2 separate regions of the Mus musculus genome follow, and region 1 is linked to region 2. A link is a contact called in public HiChIP or PLAC-seq data. All regions are on one chromosome and are shown on one strand. Each heading gives the region's core, a stretch centred on a gene start, on an enhancer-like site or on the middle of the called end of the contact. The rest is flanking DNA. Distances are from core to core; before and after follow the strand shown. Region 1 holds the start of Edf1 (endothelial differentiation-related factor 1). Region 2 holds the start of Tprn (taperin).

Region 1 (3,660 bases), core at 147-2,646, 300 kb before region 2:
AGGATCCAGCACAACTCAGTTTCAGGCATCTACTGAGCAGCCTCAGAATGTGTCCCCAAAGAAACAGGGGTACACTGTACACACATATCTAGATAACATGCATTGAACTACTGCTAAAAGAACCAACTCACTTTTACACTAAGACAGGTGTGAGCTGGGTATGGTGGCACAGGACTGTGATCCTAGCCCTCAGAAGGCTGATTCAAGCCTTCTTAGTGCTAGATACACTAGACCCAGAAATCAATATCAGAGCACGTGCATGCGCACACACAGTACAGGCGACCAGGTTCTTTATTGGAAACAGAGCTAGTTTTCTTCCAAACTCTGCTATAAAGCAGAAAGGTGTGGAATGCTGCCCTGGCTTCTTCGGCCAGTACGGTTCCTAATGAGAAATGACACACCCCACAGTAGTCTCAGTAGTCTCCCTGGGAAGTAGGACCACTAACGATGATGCCTGGGCCACAGTAACTGAGTATTAACATCCTGCTTCAGAGGAGTGGCATGTGAGCGTCTCTGTGTAATATGCTCAGACTTTCTACACACTTAAGGATGATTCCAAGTTCTCCTGAAAAGAGGACTGTGGACTTGGCTTCAACTATGGCAAATAACTCCAGCTCTGGTCAGTACCACTTAGGGAACCACAGCATCCAGGGCTCAGGGACACAGAGTTCACCTATGGAGAGGACATCAGACCAATGTCTCACACAGCCCTCTTTATAGGCTGACATCGCCTGGGTGGGCATCATGGGCAGGAAGCCACCAGTGATGCCAGCACAGGCTGATACCAGGTAAGGGCAAAACCTTCAGCAGGACTGCCCCTACCCTGGTTCCCAAGTTTCCTGCGCCTAATGCCCACGTTGCCCACCCCACATTTAGTGACCAGCCAGGTTCTCTGACCCACACTTGCACCTGTTCTCAATCCTGTTTTCATCTCCATCCAGGTCCTCACCCAGGCCTGTCCCAGTCCAGAGCCCAGGCCACATTCCCATCCCCCTGCTCCGACCTTTGCCCCAGCCTCGCGCAGGTCAGCTGCCCTCTACCCCAGTCTTTTCCCGTACTCCATCTCCAAGGAGTACCTGTTGTCCCCCAAGGTCTCCACCCTCGAAAGATCCGTTCGGGTCCCCACCCACTGCCGGATTCCCCGGCTCGGCCCAGCGACCGCAGAGCGCCGTGCGGCCCGGCAGCTTCCCGCCGCCCCCCGCTGGCTGAGCACCTGCTTAGACTTGGCCTGTGCGGCCGTGGGGCCCTTCTTGCGCAGCACCGTCACGGTGTCCCAGTCACTCTCGGCCATGGCGCGGCGGGGGCAGCGATCCGTCCGGCGGCTCTGGCAGCTGCTCGAGACCCGGCGCGGCGACGCGACGTCCCTTCGTCGCCTCCCCGCTTCCGGCGCCAGCGCCTCGGTCCCGCCCCTGGTTCCCATTGGTCGGTGGTTCCAGGAGCCCGCACTTCCCGAGCTCTGCGGCCAATCCGCACCCGGCTAGTCTAGGGACCCGCGGGGGCTGCCCGCGGGCGGCGCGTGGAGGGCGACGCCTGATCGCCGCCACGGTTCCAGTCCCGTGTCCCTGTGGCTGCGCAGGGCGGAGCGCCAGGGGTGGGAATTGTGTGGGGATCGAAGGGAGCGGAGAGTGAGGGACCCTAAAGGAGAGAAGAGCGGAGAGGACATGGAGAGCAGACGGGAGGACCGAAGAAGAGAGTGGAGGATCCCGAGAAAAAAAGTGCAGAAGAGAGAAGAACCTTAGTAAAAAGAGTGGGGACCCGGAAGAGAGCTGGGGCGGAGAGGGAACACAGGTATCTGCGAGGGGAGTGAGGCACGGAGAAGGGGGCCCTGGAGACCTACACACACGCCATGCTAGCACAGGTGCCGTACAAGTGGGATCCTACTGATCCCAGCCGGTCTCCACCACCTTACTTCTGGAGAACCTGGGCCAGCGTCCCCCACACCAGTGGGTATACACCTGTCTTCCAGGCCACGCCTTAGGAGATCCCAGGATAGAATCCAGGTTCTCTTGTGCTTGTAGCTTGGCATTATACCAGTACTTCGAAGTTCCTTTGGAGGTGCTCTCTGGGAGAGAAACAGCAGCTGGCAAATTTTGTGGGGCCAGAAACATGTGAACCATTGATGGCTTCTTTGGAATACATAGAAACAAAATTACTTTAAAAATAAGCAACTCAGCCTCGAGGTGGTGGTCTTTAATCCCAGCATTCGGAAGGCCGAGGCAGAAGAATCTTTGGGTACGAGGTCAGCCTAGTCTACCAAACGAGCTCCGGGACAGCCAAGGCTACATAGAGAAACTGTCTCAAAAAACAAACAAAAACACCCTATAAATACAAAAATACACACACACCAAAAAAAGGAGCCTGGAGAGATGCTCTCTCTCCAGGAACTGCTCTTCCAGAGATCCTGAGGTCCCAGCAACCACATAGTGGTTCTTGACATCTGTATTTGAATACTATGCCTTCTTCTGATGTGTCTGAAGACAGCTACCGTGTACTCATATACATTAAATTAATAATAATAATAATGTAAATTACTTCTGCAACACCCGTATTTGCCAGGTGGAGATATGAGGATCAGAAGGTCAAGGTTATCTTTAGCTACAAAGCAAGTTTGAGACCTTCCAGGACTACATGGAACCCTGCTTGGGGAGGAAAACAAAATGATTATAGAGGCATAGTGGCTAAGAGCATTTGCTGCTCTTGCAGAGAACCTGAGAACAGCAGGATGTAACTCTAACTCCAGCGGCATTGATTCCCTCTTCTGGCCTCTGAGGGCACTAGGCACACAGTTGGTGTACAGACATGTAAAGGCAAAATGCCCATACACTTAAAACAAGATGGAATACACACCACACACACTCCACACACACACCACACATACATGGTGGTGGTGGTTTGGTTTGGTTGGTTTGTTTGTTTGTTTGTTTAAAGGCTCACTGTGTGGACTGGCTAGTCTGGAACTCATAAAGATCTGCCTGCTTCTACCTCCTGACTAGTGGGATTAAAAGCATGCACCTTCACTCTGGATACCAAAAAATAAAATAAAATAAAATTTTTAAAAAATCACACTTTAATTTTATTTTTAATTAAAAAATGGGGTGATGGCTTTGCAGTAAAAAGCACCGACTGCTCTTCCAGAAGACTTGAGTTTAATTCCCAGCACCTACAAGGTGGCTCCCAGGCATCTATAATTCATCTCAGGGGCTCAGATGCCTTCTGGCCTCCACAGACACGGAACACATGCTGTGCATAGATTTACATGCAGACCAAGTATCCATAAATAGAAAATAAAAGGTTTAAAATCTGTGGGGTTTTTGTTTTGTTTTGTTTTGTTTTGTTTTGAGACAGGGTCTCAGTATGTAACTTTTGCTGGATTGAATTTGATATGTAGTCCAGGCTGGCCTAAAAGATCACAGGGAGCCACCTGCCTCTGCCTCTGGAGGGCTGGAATTAAAGGTGTGCACCACCACTCCTGGCTAAAAAGTTTTAAAATAAATCTTTTTTTTTTTTAAGATTTATTTATTTATTTTATGTAAGTACACTATAGCTGTCTTCAGATACTCCAGAAGAGGGCGCCAGATCTTGTTACAGATGGTTGTGAGCCTCCATGTGGTTGCTGGGATTTGAACTCAGGACCTCTGGAAGAGCAGTCAGTGCTCTTAA
Region 2 (3,262 bases), core at 357-2,856:
AGGCCTCCTCCTCTGAGTCTACTTCATCAATGAAGGTGACTGGAAGTCCTGGCCTCACAGGCTCCTGGCCATTCTTGGCCAAGCCAGGAACCCCCAAGCCTTCAGCCGGCTCAGCTTCAGCTGTGGCTGGTAGAAATGGAGGTGGCGAGGCTGGTCTCTGCCACCTAACACACTTGTCTGTGTCAGAAATTGCTGGCCTGGGGCAGGCCCCCTTCCTAACTGCCCACTGCATCTCAGCAGCCAAGGGACTCTTCTCTAGGGCAGGTGCACCATCCACTGTAGACACCAGCTGGGATCCGAGCCCCTGGCTCTGAGAGGCCCAGCCCACCTCCCCCTTTGGCTCCTCAAATTGCCTCCCCGCCAAAGGATAGTTCCCAGGGGCTTTGCGCTTGGGGATCAACACGAAGGAGTTGCGGGAGTTCACTCGGAGGTTGGCCAGGGCCCTGGCCTGAAGGTCCCCGATTGGGATAGTTTCCATGTCTGGCTTGGAGGATGGCCTTATTTCAAAGGAATCATTGGCGCTGGTGGCAGAGGAGACCCACTGGCGCTGACTGGGAGTGGCACTGGCTGGGCTGGGCGCTGGGAAGGCAGGGGGCCCAACTGAAGTGGCACTTGGAGTCCCAGGGCTTGGGGGCGGGTGGAGAGAGGGTTCCTTTGACTCCACCTTTGGCTTCCACTTTCCCGGTACAGGCGGAGAGCCTGACAACCCATTGGCAGGGCCGGTAGGGGATTCCTGAGTCATGGGTCCATTAGAAAGCGAGCGATTGACCGCACTGCGGGGCAGGCCCCGGGGGTGAACAGTGAAAGAGTTGCTGCCGGTCTTCTGTAAAAAGTCGCTGCGCCGGGCCCCGGGGCCGGCAGTGCCGTCGGGGTGCGCGGGCTCGCAACAGGCAGAGCGCTGACCCGCGCGCTGGGCAACGGGGACAGGCGAAATAGGGGGTGCGGGCTGGCTGAGGCGCACCGGTGAGGCAGGAGCCAACGACCGATTGGTAGGAGTGCGCGTGGCAGCAGATGCAGACGCCACGGGAAGCTGCGGGAGCGCAGGGCGGAAGCGCTCTGGGCTCCCGCGGCGGCAGGGCGCAGCAGGCGAGTCGAACTTTTCCAGCAGGCGGCTGACACGGCCGGGCTGTGGCGCCTCGTACACTACTACCTCGGCAGCGCGGATGCCCGCAGCGGGCGGCACAGCGGGTGGGAAGCCTGGCGCTGACTCGATGATGAGGATGTTGTCCGCTCGAATGGTCCGCACGCCGGGCACGCGACAGTACAGCTCCAGCAGCTGCTGAGCGGGCCGCGTCCCGCGCCGCCGCTCCGACTCAAGTCGCATGAACGGGTTCTGGCTTAGTGGACCCAGACTCTCGGCCAGCACCAGCCGCTCGTTAGGCCCATCCGGCGCCGCTCCAGATCCCTGGCCTCCGCTCAGGGCGGCCAGTTTAGCTCGCCTCCGCTCAAGGATCTCCCGTTTCCAGGCGGGCATCACGGTTCGCGGCCCCGGGTCGAGCCGCCCCAGGCCGGCCATGCTGCGGACGCGCGGCCGCCGATAGGACTGCACGGCGACCGCGCGCGGTACAGACTCTCAGCTACCTGCCTCAGTACCGCGCCGTGCCACGCCCCCCTTGGTAGCCTCCAATTGGGCAAGCGCGCTCTGACCTAAGGGCAGAACTGCCTATCTATAGCAGAAGCCTACGGCCCAGTTAACTGGAGAACACCCACTAAAACCCTCCCCTTCAGCGTTCTCATTGGACTACGACAGGCAGCAGCCAGACCCTATTGGCGGACCCAGTGAAGCGCTGCTCAATGGCTGCTCCTCACTTCCGCCTCTGCGCTCTGGACCTGGGATCCTAGACCCCAATTTAAGCAGGGGTGGTAATTAAAGCAGGTATCGCCTTGCGGACCCTTGCGACCTAGGTGACCTTGACACAGTTCTGACTTCAGTACACAAGCTGCACGGGCCTTCCACCTTTAGGCCCAGGCTCTGCTCCAATCTGGAGTCCTTGAACCTCTGTGGACAGGCCGCCAAGGTCCCCTTTCGGACCTAGAAATGCTGCTTCTGAGATCCACCCGGGGAAAAAGAATCTATTTTCGAGGATCTTGGTTTTGTAGATCCCAGATCTACTATGTGTGTAAATATCTGGTGCACAGCTTGCCACCCATGGTCCTGCCAAGTATCCATTGTGTGTAGGAGGCATCAAGGAAGCAGCCTTGTTTCTGCGCACACACAGGTTACACATAAAAACTGAGCCTCAGCCGGGCGTGGTGGCGCACGCCTTTAATCCCAGCACTCTGGAGGCAGAGGCAGGCGGATTTCTGAGTTCGAGGCCAGCCTGGTCTACAAAGTGAGTTCCAGGACAGCCAGGGCTATACAGAGAAACCCTGTCTCGGAAAAACAACAACAACAACAACAACAACTGAGCCTCACACATTTAGGCAGTCTGTCATGCAGAAAAGTACAAAAACAAGGGTAAAGGTCCCACTAACTCCTGTTGAAACACCAACTTCCAAGAATGGACAGGGGGTTAGTGACTCTGAAGGGCCATAATCTCATGACAGATAAGTCTTGAAAAGTTTCTTTGGGTATCGCTGCATAGTATGCAATATATACCCCTCCCCAGCATACACAGTAGGGCAACTGCTTGGAGGCATTAGGAAGGTGGGGGCTACAGACTGGTGATGTGTTTTTCCTTTGTCTGCCTTATAGACCACAGCCAGCTGAGGCCTGGCATTGCTGCCCCTGGTGCCACTTGCCTTCCAGGGGACTCTGCTTCATGGAATGTGGGTCTCTGCAAATACAAGTTCAGCCTAGGGATAGGTACCTTTAGGCTTCTGGGTTGCATGGCAGCCTACAGCTGGCATCATCTTAGCTAGATCTTTAACTTACTCACTGGCACACTCCATATAAACTGGCAATTATAAACTGAATTTCAGCTTTCCAGAAGTCTTTCCCAAGTCATTTATTTACCCTTGGTAGTACCAGAGATTAGACCCAGAGCCTTCTGAAAGCACTCTACTACTGAGCTATAGCCTCAGCCCTCAAATCACCTTTTCAAAGGGAACTTCTAGGACGCATGGCTTTTTTTTTTTTTTATATTTGTTTTATTTTTTATTAGATATTTTCTTTATATACATTTCAAATGCTATCCCAAAAGTTCCCTATACTCTTTCCCTGAGCTGTTCCCCTACACACCCACTTCTTGGCCCTGGTGTTCCCCTATACTGGAGCATATAAAGTTTGCAAGACCAAGGGGCCTCTCTTCCCAATGATGGC

The links. HiChIP or PLAC-seq counts read pairs in DNA pulled down with a chosen protein or histone mark.
Region 1: a FOXA1 HiChIP or PLAC-seq map of pancreatic cancer cells shows a contact between it and region 2. The contact joins the promoter of Edf1 here to the promoter of Tprn in region 2. A contact is called at or near these places in 15 of 39 promoter capture datasets (the C10 cell line, the HPC-7 cell line, cranial neural crest and 11 more), 17 of 484 Hi-C or Micro-C datasets (the C10 cell line, CD4 T cells, the G1E-ER4 cell line and 8 more), 12 of 115 datasets of contacts at active chromatin or transcription factors (the 230-238 cell line, the SCID.adh cell line, craniofacial prominence and 6 more) and 4 of 9 other capture datasets (adipose tissue, embryonic stem cells, liver and 1 more).

Annotation. Positions count from the first base shown.
Region 1 is chr2:25,555,583-25,559,242 of GRCm38.p6, reverse strand. It overlaps Edf1 (endothelial differentiation-related factor 1), which reads right to left and starts at 1,396. Exons shown (of 5, transcript NM_021519.2): 1 at 1,214-1,396. The coding sequence starts at 1,291. Gm35476 (a long non-coding RNA gene) reads left to right here and starts at 1,715. Exons shown (of 4, transcript XR_866044.3): 1 at 1,715-1,788.
Region 2 is chr2:25,260,942-25,264,203 of GRCm38.p6, reverse strand. Tprn (taperin) reads right to left here and starts at 1,606. Exons shown (of 4, transcript NM_175286.4): 1 at 1-1,606. The coding sequence starts at 1,516.